Linked DNA regions of Macaca mulatta: region 2 is linked to region 1. The links are chromatin contacts, called in public Hi-C maps. All regions are on one chromosome and are shown on one strand. The core of a region is the stretch at or near the end of the contact, and the rest is flanking DNA. Distances in the headings are between cores, read along the strand shown.

Region 1 (6,966 bases), core at 4,416-6,915:
TGATGCAGGCCCTGGGCCTGCTCATGTAGGAGCAACTGCTGAAGGGCCGGGGGCCAGAGGTAAACATCCTGTAGGGCTTCTGGGTCACCCTGATGGACATGGTGGAGGCAGAAATGGAGGCAGGCAGGCTGAACGAGGAGGAGATTTGAAAAGGAGCAGAGGACCTGCTTTTAGGTCAGTCTCTAATTTTTCCAAAATTACGGTAATGTTAGCTTTCTCTGAAAGTACTGAGAGGAATTTAGGTAATTTATAACTTACTTATGTAGTACTAAAAGGATCCAACTGACAGCCTAGCATAGTATATTTCTAACATTATTCAAAGTAAAATGGGATAAAATTTTGATATATTCTAGATCATAATTCTACAGTTTGCTGAAATTTATTCTTACCAAATTTTGTCTAGTTTTCTAGTTCAAATTAAAATGAAGGAGGGTTTTAACAATTAGAATTTGTGATATTCAGCTATATTTAGCAAGCCAAAAGTCAGCTGAATGACAGTAAAGACCTTTGTGACTGGACTATCCAGATATTAAGAGACTCTTATGGCCAGTCTTGCTTCGACATTTACAGCTTCATTCAATTTCTGAAAGTCAATTATATGGCAGGGAAGTGCTCAAAGAGTCCAAGGACCAGGTGTGAAAAGCAGTTTGACAGAGAAAAGGGAGACATATGCAGGAAAACATGGAGCACAAAAATATCTAAAACCTTCTTTTCAAAACCGTTTCTACGCATTATTATTTTCCTTTAAATCCCAAGTTGACATTTCTGTTTTAGCTTCATAAGTTTGGTATCCAGAAGTTCTGAAGTTATCTGTTTGGTTCAGATATCAGCCTTCTCATGTGGCAAATGAAGCACTGGAATTTCTAAGGCCCGTTCCGACTCTAAAATTCCACAAGTTTGGGAAAGATTCCCTTTTACTCTACTGCAACTACTCACCTGGGTAGTAAGTATAAATTCTGAAAGCTTTCCTGGAGACTCAGAAGTTAAACTTAATTTAGAATACCTCATTAACTTGAGAATATTCAATGCAAACATCCCACTAACCAGATTCATAAGCATGCTAAATGATTAACTGATTTTAAAGAACTCTATGATCTAGTTTCTTCTTAAGAAAACATCCTCTGCACACATATACAAATACATATGTGTGTGTGTGGGGGGGGGGTATCCATTCACCTTTACTGTAATATACACAACTTGAGAAGAGGAATCAGTCTCTAGAATAAAGCTGCACAGACCTTGATTGAGTTAATCATTAAAATATATGTCCTACCTCAAAACTTTTTTGCTTATTCTGATTTATTCTTCTTAACCAGAAATCCAGGAAGGAGAATGAGAGAAGAGGAAAAGCAAATAAAAGCTCTCTTTCTTTATTCTGTCAATAAGAAAGGTGAGGGAATCGTTTCTTAAGAAAAAGGTATTGGAATAGAGACCCAGGAAGTTCTTGGTTCAAGATACTAATCAAGGTAAGTAAGAATAGATAGAAGAAAGTACCAAAAAGAGAGTACCAGAAATCCTGGGGATTAAACATGCAATATTAGTTACAATAAAAAATAAATTCAACACTTACTTTTGTCAAGTGCTATATACTATGTCATTAAACAGCTACCAAAGCACAAAAGCGAAACAATTTGCCCAAGCTCACAAAGCTGGAAAGCAAGAGTTGGGCTTCAAATCCATCATTCAGACTCATCACCTAGGTTTAACAGTACTATTATCACAACTAACAATTTCCAATAATTATTTAATATTATTTAATACTGAGATCCTATTTAAGTGTTCTGTTATCCCAGTAATGCCTTTTCCAGCTGTTTTTTCACACTAGGCCCAATCAAAGTCCACACATTGCCTTTGGTTCTTAGGTGTCCTAAGTGAGAGCCGGTTTCATAAACTCTTTCAGTTAAAAAAAAAAAAAAATCATCATTTAAAATACATGTGGATGGGTTGGGCATAGTGGTTCATGCCTATAATCCCAGAGCTTTGGGCCAAGATGGGAGGACTGCTTGAGGCTGGGAGTTCAAGAACAGCCTGGTCAACATAGCAAGGTCCCATCTCTACAAAAAAACAAAAAACTAACCAGGTATGATTGTGCACACCTATAGCCCTAGCTACTTGGGAGGCTGAGGCAGGAGGCTCACTTAAGCCCAGGAGTGGGTGGTTACAGTGAGCTATGATCATGCCATTGCACTCCAGCCTGGGTGACAGAGTAACACCCTGTCTCTAAATAAATAAATACACTTGGAAATTCAGTTTAGTAAGAATGTTCAATTTGATTCATAAAACATGATTGAAATAAAATTTATAATGTGTAAAATATGATTTTAAATTTATGCTGAAAAATTCAATTAATTTTTAAAATTCTAAAACAGCTTTAGTTGAGAAAACCTCTAGACCCCTTCAGAAGGCTACAAAAAGAATGTGGAGCATGCAAAGTATGTACAACAGGCAACTGATGAAGTAAAAAGAGGAAGGGATAGAACCTTGTTTCTGATTAGAAGAGAGATATAATTACGTTTTCTGCTTTATATTTTATTCTCCTTTGCTAAAGAAAAGCCGGGCTGTAAGCAAAAAGCTTGGAAGAACAAATAGGAAGTACTTCCCTCTGATATGTTCTAGGAAGAAAGGTTTCTCTTTCTAGGGGAGGAAACACTAAAATAAAAAGCTGGTCAGAGTTTTGATACCTGACCTCAAACTGGCCCTCAATCACTGTTTGGCAGACCTAGCATGAATTCCCACTGCTGCCAAGAATGGCAGGGAAAACAGGTCAGCTGAATGTTTCACACACGTGTTCACCTTTCAAAAATAATTTCAGTTCAAGATCATAGAGCTTTATAGCTCACACAAGATTTTAACTTTCTAAATAAATATAAACTTTACAAAGTGTTTTTGCTTACAAAAACAGAAGGATATAATAAAATGTAGAGTGATTTGGAGTTTCCTAGTATTTTCACATCCCTTATCCAATTTAATTTTCTTGATAACCCAAAAAGAGCATTATCATTAAACCCATTTGATGGGCAAATAAAGTCTGCTGGGATCAACTTGCTGGGGATCCTGGACCATGAGTCATTCTTCTGAATCCTAGTCTGGTGCTCTACCAGGCAACACTGTTCTGAGTAATGCAGTTCTCTTCTTTTCCTTATTTAGTCAAAGTATAATTGAATTAAATACTGGAGAAAGTACAAAAATTTAAAGCTACATAAAATTAATTTTAGAAAAGAAGGTTAGATGATATACTGAAGTATCCTTTTGAAAAGCCTGGCTCTTGGAAACCCATCTAGTAGAAGAAAATATAACACTTAGAAAAGCAGAGCTCTCTTCCTTGAAAATATATTTAACAAATTCTTCCTATGTAATAAAACTGTTAGGGCCAGGCATGGTGGCTTACACCTGTTAACCCCAGCCCTTTGGGAGGCCGAGGTGGGCGGATCACCTGAGGTCGGGAGTTTGAGACCAGCCTGACCAACATGGAAAAACCCGGTTTCTACTAAAAATACAAAATTAGCCGGGCTTGGTGGCGCATGCTTGTAATCCCAGCTACTTGGGGCTAAGGCAGGAAAATAACTTGAACCCAGGAGGCAGTGGTTTGGATGAGCCAAAGTAGCACCACTGCACTCCAGCCTGGGCATCAAGAGTGAAACTCCGTCTCAAAAAGAAAAAAGAAAACTGTTAGGTAATTATCACCATAATTTTTATATAGGTAGGTGTCAAAACTGTATTTTTAATTTTACCATCCAATGTTATCTTTAGCTGTAACTATTAGGAAGGTTCATTATACAAGATATTAGTAAAAAGCTAAAATTCAAAGCTGTAAAGAAACTTAAGTCCAAGGATTAAGAGTATATCCTCAGATTGCTACTTTGTTCACATTTTTACTACCATGAATCTGATAAATTGCTGTGCTCCACAGTACTAAATATCCATCTTAATTAATCATAGTTCGATTTAAGCATAGAAATGTCTTTTTTTTAAAGTCAGAAGTGAAGCTTCCGTTTACAAGTTTACCATACGGCAGACTCAATTATTTTCCCTACCCTAGTGCTCTATAAAAGTAGAAGTAAAAAGTATTAGCAATAAAATTCAGGATTTAAAACTTATTTATTGCTAAAATCAAGTTGTCTTCATACTATACCTTTTGGATGGTTATAACAGGATTTATTCCTCCTCAGCTTTCATCTCTTTACCTCTTGACCACACTATTAACTACTGAAAAAAAAACGCAGCTGTACACTTACCTTGGTTTTAAAATCATTCACTGAAAAACTAAAATACTCCTAAATAACCTAAAACTGCTTCAAAGTTATATTCAATATTTTGAAATAAAAGCAAGCGCCTCAAGATTAGAGGTGCAAATAAATTATAGCGTATTTTCAGGCTTTCCAACCGCGAATGCTCCTTGTTTCTAATTGGAAAGGAGTTAACAGAAAATAGAACAAGAAGAAAAAGGTACGTCCTTAGAGACACATCACTTTACTTTGGATGACAGAATTTCGTATATAAAAACATCTTAAATTGTACTTCCTCCCAAGCTTAAAGTCCTTATAATGAGAAAATCGAAAGGCGAACCCAAGGCCAGCACATTTTATTTCCGTTGTCCCAGAAGCGCGCTGGGTGCACCCGAAGCTCCGCTCCAACAGCGCCGCGCCGCGCTCTCAGCAGCGCCTCCCGCTGGCGTCTCCCCAACCCACGCCCAGGTCGCGGCCTCTAGCACACCTGGACCGATGCAGGTGACCGGCGACCCACTCCGAGGATCTGGTAGAAACCGGCCAGGAGACCACTCCCGCGCAAAGGAGCGAGCCACTGGCACCTGGCCTGGAGGGACATTCCCCCACTGCCAACCATGCTAGAGGAACCAGCCTCTGTCACCCTTGCCGGGAGAGGCGTCTCCACGGTCACCCTGCCCTGAGGGGCGCCCACTGTCACCCCTGCCGGGAGAGGCGTCCCCATTGTCACCATGTCCTGAGGGGCGCCCACTGTCACTTTCGTCCCTCCCGGTCCCCACTGCCACTCTGGCCGGGAAGGGCGTCCACTGTTATTCCTACCAGGAGAGGAGTCCCCGTTGTCACCCTGGCCAAGAGGGACGCCCACCGTCACCCGCTCCCTGAAGGGCAACCAATGTCACCCCTGCTTTCAGGGGCGCCCACTGTCACCCTGCCGGGAGAGGACACTGTCACTCACGCCCTGAGGGGCGCCCACTGTCACCCTGCCGGCAGAGGACACCCACTGTCACCCCCACCCTGAAAGGCGCCCACTGTCAACGGCTCTACGCCGTCCGCTTCGCGGCGTGGGGGTCCGGGAGGGATCTAGGTAGGGGCCCCCTGACCAGCGCACCCTCTCGCCTGGGCCCGGGCCCACCCGCTGCCCGGGGCCACCGCGTCCTCGCGGCCGCCCTTGTCGCGGACTGCACGGGTCGCAGCCTCCTGGGCGCCCCTCCGGGTTGCCGGGTCCGGCCTCCGGCGCTCGTCACCTCATGAGGTAGTCCCGGAAATCCTTGCTTCGGACATAGTCCGCCGCTTTCCGCACCAGCGCGCCAGCCATGGCTGTGCCGACACCAGACCCCGAGTGGACACCGCCGCTGCTGCCGCTTCCCAGAGCCAATGACACCCAGGCCAACCCCTCGGCGGCCGACGGCAAGCTAGCTCTGGGGCCCGCCTCACGACACCCCACCACGCCTTACGGCCGTGCCGCGCCGCCCGGCTCTCGGCCAATGACAGGGCGCAGGGCCGGAGATGGTGGCGCGGACTGGCTGGCTCGCGCCGCACACCTCCTTCCCGCCCTCTGTGGCGCACGGGGGCGGGGCCCGCTGCCGTAAAACGGCTGGGGCGGGGCTGGGGCTGACAGGCGGTTGCTAGGCTCCAGCGGCTCCCGGCCCGCGGGGGCGTGGAGGTGACATCTCTCTGGCCCGCAGGGCTGTGGGCGCCCTGCCGAGCGTCGCGCGGTCTTGGGGCCCCCTGCAGTGGGGCCCCTGCGGCGCAGCGCGCGGTGGGACTAGCTGGGTTCCCCCGGCGCCCAGGGCCTGTGTCTGCGCCGATTCCTGGCAAGGGCACCTTGGCCAGGCGGCCCGCGTCCCCCGCGCTTCCCGCATCCTCGTGGGCAGACCCGTCCCGCCAGCTGGGCCACCTGCGGTTTCCGGGCACTGGGGAGTGCACAGAGCCCCGGGCCAGCGACCGCAGCCGGGGCCCCTGGCTTCTCCCGAGCACTTTCCCCCGGACCGGTCCCTCCAGGTGGCGGACGGCACCCAGGGCCGGGGCTCCTCACCAGCGCGCCGCAGCTACGGGCTCGTGAGGGAGCCGCAGCGTTGGAGGAGGAAAGCATTTAAGAATAACACAAAGCCTTAGGCTGGAGGGAGCGTGACTGCTTACGTGTTGAAAATAAAGGTTCTATGAGTCCCACCGCGGGTGCATATTGAAAAGAAAGGGACCATTAGCACGCGACCCTCGCCTAGGTACATAAGCCGCAGCACGACTTTCGGATCACCAAGGCAGAGAAAGGAACACATTGAAGGCTTTTGCTTGCCTTTCCAGGTGGTTTCGTTTCGTTTCTAATGTGGATGATCATTTAAAATGCCTCCGGTGGCCGGGCGCGGTGACTGACCCCTGTAATCACAGCACTTTGGGAGACTGAGGCAGGTGGATCACTTGAAGTCAGGAGTTTGAGACCAGCCTGCCCAACATAGTGAAACCTCGTCTCCACTAAAAATACAAAAATTAGCCGGGCGTGGTGATGCGCGCCTGTAATCCCAGCTACTCGAGAGGCTGAGGCGCGAGAATCGGTTGAACCTGGGAGGTGGAGGTTGTAGTGAACCGAGATTGTGCCGTTGCACTCCAGCCTGGGTAACAGAGGGAAATCCTGTCTCTAAAATTAAAAAAAAAAAGAAATAAAATGCCTTTGGTGAACAGGAATTCTCAACGTTAGTGACCCGCAGTGTATTAGTGTTAATAATGGACATCCCCCTTAACCCAGCAA
Region 2 (6,376 bases), core at 2,472-4,971, 55 kb before region 1:
AGGGATCTGGATTTTATTCAGGTGCTGCAGGAAGTCACCGAAGGATGTGATCAAGGGAGGAATATGATCAACTCTAAGATCTGGCTCAACATCTCTCCCTCCTTGACTTCTTCCCAGACATCTCAAAAGAGGTGTCCCAGAACTCTGGCTACCGTGCCTCTCCCCTGGGCTCAAAGCACCTCCACAGGAGGGCGACACAGCCTGGATGTCAGCATGCTCCCCTATGACCTTCACTGCCTCGCCCAACTCCTCAACTGGCCGAGAACCATCCCTGTCAAGACCCAATTCCAACGTGCCCACTATCCTGGTTACATCTTGCTGCACAAGAAGGGCAACACTCTCAGGTCATCCCTCACCCCATTCAGGTCTGTGCACCTTTAATCCCATCTCGTCTCCTACCCATCTCCAAAAACTAACAGCAAACCTCCCTATGTCCTCACCCTCTTCTCTGAGGATCCTCTCACCTTCCTGCTAGGTTTGAAATTTAGTCTCCAGGGCCAGGGCTCTCCCCTGCGAATTCTGCACCACTTGGACAGCAGTGAGCCAGGTGTCTTCCCTCCTCACTGCCACCTCCTGCCCCTTCCTCCTCCCTAGAGACACTTGCTTTCCAAGTCACTCCTCAATAGCCCCCTAGCAACAATCCCCTCTTGCCTGCACCATCATTTTCCCCTTTCCCGGACCATTCCCAAAGCACAGAAACATCCAGTATTTTCCTTGGGAAAATGACATGTTCCCCAACCTCACTGCATACTTCAACTACCACCCACTTCTTTGCTCCACAGGAAAAATCACTGAGATGCCCATACTGATTCCATCTTCTTTCTATTCTCCCCTGACTTCAATCAGGCCTCTGTCCCCATCCAGCCACCAAGACTGCTCTCGTGGAAGTGACAACTGATAACCTCCACAGGTAACCTGCTCTTAACTTCTGAAACCCATTAACAATACTGGGTCCCCTCCCCTTCCTAAAGCACTCTCTTCCCTCACTTTCTGGGGCATCCTTCTCTCTGGGTTCTCCTCCTCCTCCTCTTGCCGATCCTCTCAGCTGTCTTTGCTGGCTGCTACTCATCCTCTAAACCTCTACACACCAGAGAAAACCAGAGGTCAAACCTTGGATCCCATCTGTTTTCTACTTGACGATCTCATCTCTCTCCTATTTCCTCCCACAAACTCTACAGTCTTATGTCCAACTGCTTTCCTGACATCTCCACTTGGATGCTACCTGGATCTCAGACCTCACATCCACACTGAAATGATTTTCCTCCCTGAACCTGCTCCTCCCACATTCATTTAATGGCAACTCCACTTCTCAAGATGCTTAGGTCGAACGCATGAGGCATCCTTGCCTCCTCTCACTCACACATCCAATCCGTCAACAGTGAGGCCTGCTGGCTGCACACTCAGACCATTTACAGAATCTGATCACTCTTTTGTTTTTTAAACAGGCTTTTTCGCTTTTTAAACCACTTGTATCACTGATTTGAGCCACAGTCATCTCTTGCCAGGACAACTGTACTTGTCTCCAGCCCAGTCTCTGGGCTTCTAACCTTGCCTCTACAGTTTGTTCTCCACAGAGCAGCCAGAGTGATCCTTTAAAATCCAAGTCGGTCACACCACCACTCTACTCAAAACCCAAAGGCTTCCTATCACACTCAAGAGTAAAGCTAAAATCCTTTCCATGGCCTATGAGAACCCCCACAATTGAAAATCCCCCTTCCTGCCTCACCTTCTCTCCTACAATTGTCCCTCTTCTCTGCCCCGCTGCTAGAGCCCCTCTGGCCTCCTTACTGGCCCTGAACATGCTGACCACACTCCACTCGGGACTCTGTATCTGCAGGGCCCTCTGCCTTGGAGGCCCTTATTCACAGGACGCTCAGACATCCCAGCAGCTCTTCTGAGCTGTGCACACATGGCTCCCTGGCACGAAGGCCTTATCTAATACGGCAACCTCAACCTCCTCAATCTGCTCTGACTTTTTCTATGGCTGTCTGACACATTATACACTTACTTGTTTATTCATTGTTTCCTCCAATTAAAATTTAAGTTCCATGTGAAGGAGGTATTTGCACTGGTCACTTGTTATTAACACGTGCATCTTGAACAATGTCAAACATATGCAGGAACTTGAATATTTGTTAATGAATGATCACCTCCTCTGAACTCGCAGCACTTGTCTATACAGCCAGTCACTCTAATCTTTGATTACTTCTCCACGTATCTTTTCTCCCCTCTAGACAGTGGGCTCAAGATAAGTGATATTACCTTCGCATCTCCAAAGTTTAGAGTAGCACTGTCCAATAGAATTTTCTGCAATGCAAATGTTCTATATCTTCACTGTTCAGTACACTAGCCTTTAACCACATGTGTCTACAGAACATGTGAAATGTGGTTGCTGTGACTAAGGAACTGAATGTTAAATTTTATTTAATTTTAATTAATTTAAATTTAATTGCTCCAGGCACTGTGGCTCAAGCCTGTCATTCCAACACTTTGGGAGGTCAAGGTGGGCGGATCACTTGAGGTCAGGAGTTCGAGACCAGCCGGACCAACATGGTGAAAGCCCCATCTCTACTAAAAATACAAAATAATTAGCAGGGTGTGGCGGCAGGTGCCTGTAATCCCAGCTACTCAGGAGGCTGAGGGAGGAGAATTGCTTGAATCTGGGAGATAGAGGTTGCAGTGAGTCGAGATGCACTCCAGCCTGGGCGACAAAGCAAGACTCTATCTCAAAAAAAAAAAAAAAAAAAAAAAAATTAATTGGCCACATGTGGCTGTGGTAATGTACAGAGTTACAGAGCGCAATGAGAACAGATACTTGTCTTACACTCTCTGAACCCAAAACTGTAGCCCAGAACTCTGCCCACAAGAAGTGCTGAGTAAGTATAATGACAAGGAAGTCAGGAAGAGACAAACAGAAGAGCCTTATGAAATACAATTTTAAATGTCCAACTTCTGTGACAGCGCACAATAATACGCAATATAATCTCAAGCAATAACAAAAATACCTATACCGCAGTTCCTGCTCCACTGCTACTTTGAACCTTCTTACCTTCTCGCTGGTAAGGCGCAGACACAAGGGCTTTTATTAAGAAAGGAAAAAAAATTCTTACCAGGACTCACTGCCTTAACAGAAAATGTTTAATTCAATATAATTTCACTTATCAATGTCCTGTTTATTTTTCCTCCAGTCTCCCTATTTCCAAAAGACCAACCTCCTACACACACACACACATAGTACCTCCTTTACCTCCAGAGACAAACAGATGCAACAAGCTTTAGGGTCTCGGCTCACTGCAGCTCGCAGGATAAATGCCCTGCATAGCTACTTACGCTGCATAGCCCGAGGCCAAACCCCGCACTAGGCTCAGAAAACCAAATAGGGTGTGGGAGCGATGGATTATTTGGGAGAGCGAGGGCAGGCGTTGGTGGGTTCTTGAGAGTCAGAGACCAGATGGAAGAGTTGGAGGGTGGGTCTCAAAGGGGGTTTATGTAGACCCCATGGAAAACAGGAAGGTTCTCAAATTCTCCCCAGGAAGCAGACGGAGCCCTCCTAAATCAACCGGCCGAGCAGAGGAAGCCCAGACCCCCGGCCTTGCACCCACCCTACCCGCTCGGCCGGTCCTCACTGCGGCCGGGGCCGGCGGGCAGCCCCGGGACTGGACGAGGGCGCGGGTTTTCTACCTGCGTGGTCAGGCCCTGCTCCTCGTCGTCCTGGCCGCTCAGGACCCGCCGCAGCTTCTCCATGGCCCCGTTCCAGGGCCGTAGCGCCCGGCACTCTGTTGCCGGCCGCTGACGCCCACCAGGAAACCCCGAACCCGAATCCCACAGAGCAGCCGGAAGTCCGGTCCTGCACACTTCCGGCTCGTCAGCGCTGCCAGGGCGGCCGCCGTAGCAATGCGCGCATGCTCACCAGCGTGTCCTTCTGGCCTGGACGTGGTCCTTCAAGTCTGCGTAGTGGCAGGTGATGGTGGGGCTGTCCCTTCCCACTGTCCGCGAGGTGCGGGGTGGCAACGCGCGGGGACACAGCGTGGGTATGGGCCCCCTGCCCACAGCTGGCGCACAGCCATGAAGGTAGACCTGACCGGGGCACGACCAGTGAACCCTGCAGACCCGGCGTCCTCCGGACCCCGCGAGGGGCCCTGCTGGGCGGGTCCGCGGCCCCGAATGCGCCTTTCCTCGCCGGGAATCGGGGAGCGGAGGGCTTCTGGGGGCAGGTGGCCGTGCTCCGACGAGCACCCCGCCACCCACGAGGGGGCTCTGGGGGCGTCGCCAGCCCTCCCAGCTGGGTCTCCTCATCCGGAGACACAAACGCCTGCCTCAGGATTAAAGCGAGGAACTGTATTTCAGACCGTCTCAGGAGAAGTAGCAGGAGGCTGCCTCACTCCTTTGCCCTTGTGAGAGCTGTTTCTTTACTCAGTTCCCTGGTCAGCTAGGAGTTTGAAAGAGTGAAATCTTATAAAAGGAATAGCTAATGCAACCCATTTTTCTAGTTTTGCGTAAACAGACCGTTGAACAAGCGTTCACTGTTCTCCGGCTCGTGCTGGATGAACAAACACTAACAGAGGGGGAAGTGGCATTTTTTTCTCTCATTTTCCACCATGCTAAGAGATTAAAAATCAGGGCTGCCTAATATGGGCTCCAGAAGTCATTAAGTGATAAGTTTTGCTCTGTTTGCTTCTAGGCTTGGTAAGATGGTAATGAGAATGTCTATTTTGTTTAACTACTTTGGCCACTCTACTTCCTCCCTAAAATCTTTCAACTAAAAGGTGGATCCTCAGAAAGGTTTATTGTCCATCCTACTGCCTCAGTAGAAATTTTATCTAAACTCATTTAGATGAAAACAAATACCACAGGAACCTTAGGAAAGCAAGTCGCGCCTTCTTGTGATAAAAGTCTTAATGCTCAGCATCCTTATCCTTTAGGCAGAAGATACTTCTATGTGGCCTATTCATACTAACATGTCAAGTCTTATCCTTATGTCCTTAATTTTAAAAGGTCAGAAAGTAGATTGTAAGATCTATAGAAAACTCTATGCTTCTACTGAATAAGTCATAGAGTGTATCTGTTACAGGAAAGGGGTCCGGATCCATACCCCAAAAGAGAGTTCTTGGATCTTAAGCAAGAAAATATTCAGGGCAAGTGAAAGCAAGTTTATTAAGAAAGTAGAGGAACATCGGAAGGCTGAGGCAGAGAATTGCTTGAACCCGGGAGGCAGAGCTTGCAGTGAACCCAGATCGCGCCACTGCACTCCAACCGGGAGACAGAGTGAGACTCTGTCTCAAAAAAAAAAAAAGTGGAGGAACAAAATAGCTACTCCACAGGCAGAGCAAGGCTGTCTATTACCAGGGCTGCTGGTTGCCTATTTTTATGGTTATTTCTTGATGATATGCTAAACAAGGGGCAGATTATTCATGCCTCCCCTTTTTAGACCATGTAGGGTAACTTCTTGATGTTGCCATGGCATTTGTTAACTGCCATGGCGCTAGTGGGCGTGTAGCAGTGAGAACTCGACTAGAGGTCTCTCTCGTTATCTTGGTTTTGGTGGGGTTTGGCTGGTTTCTTTACTGCAACCTCTTTCATCAGCAAGGTCTTTATGAGCTGTATCTTGTGCTGACCTCCTGTCTTATCCTGTGTCTTAGAATGCCTTAACTGTCTGGGAATGCAGCTCAGTAGGTCTCAACCTCATTTTACCCAGCCGCTATTCAGGATGGGGTGCTCTGGTTAGCACGTCTGACATAACTGCTTTCAAGATTTTCAAGTATAGGCCGGGGACGATGGCTCATTCCTGTAATCCCAGCACTTTGGGAGGCAAAGATGGGTGGATCACAAGGTCAGGAGTTTGAGACCAGCCTGGCCAATATGGTGAAACCCCACCTCCACCAAAAATACAAAAATTAGATGGTTGTGGTGGCGGGCGCCTATAGTCCCAGCTACTCGGGAGGCTGAGGCAGGAGAATGGCGTAAAAACCCGGGAGGCAGAGCTTGCAGTGAGCTGAGATCCGGCCACTGCACTCCAGCCTGGGCGACACAGCGAGACTCCGTCTCAAAAAAAAAAAAAAAAAACAAAAACAAAAACAAAAAACCTTACTTCCTAGCTTTTCCTGCTTCCTGGCCACAGTTTTTTCAAGAGCCAATGACTCTCCTGAACACAAGGCAGCCCAGGCACAAAATTGTTGGGGTGATCAGACCCAACACAAGGTCGTGGGGGTGACAAAGTCCGGTGGAGTCAAAGGACTGAGAAAAAGTTTGAGAGAGAAATGTGGGACGATGGGGACCATCACTACCGTGGAGGCTGCGAAGACCCCCGAGGCGCTAGGAACCCACAGTATTTATTGGTAATCCAATAAAGAAACAGGTGGTGAGAATGTGGCGGGCA

The links. A called contact is a pair of places that touch in the nucleus more often than the background predicts.
Region 2: a contact with region 1 is called in a Hi-C map of CD4 T cells, with 2.9 times the contacts expected there. The contact joins the promoter of LOC114677424 here to the promoter of MPC1 in region 1. A contact is called at or near these places in 2 of 14 Hi-C or Micro-C datasets (CD4 T cells and liver).

What each region holds. Positions count from the first base shown.
Region 1 is chr4:5,732,172-5,739,137 of T2T-MMU8v2.0, reverse strand. MPC1 (mitochondrial pyruvate carrier 1) reads right to left here and starts at 5,665. Exons shown (of 5, transcript NM_001260570.1): 1 at 5,468-5,665. The coding sequence starts at 5,538.
Region 2 is chr4:5,786,139-5,792,514 of T2T-MMU8v2.0, reverse strand. It overlaps LOC114677424, which reads left to right and starts at 3,721. Exons shown (of 3, transcript XM_077999207.1): 1 at 3,721-4,394. The coding sequence starts at 3,895. SFT2D1 (SFT2 domain containing 1) reads right to left here and starts at 3,851. Exons shown (of 8, transcript XM_015137667.3): 1 at 3,682-3,851. The coding sequence starts at 3,744.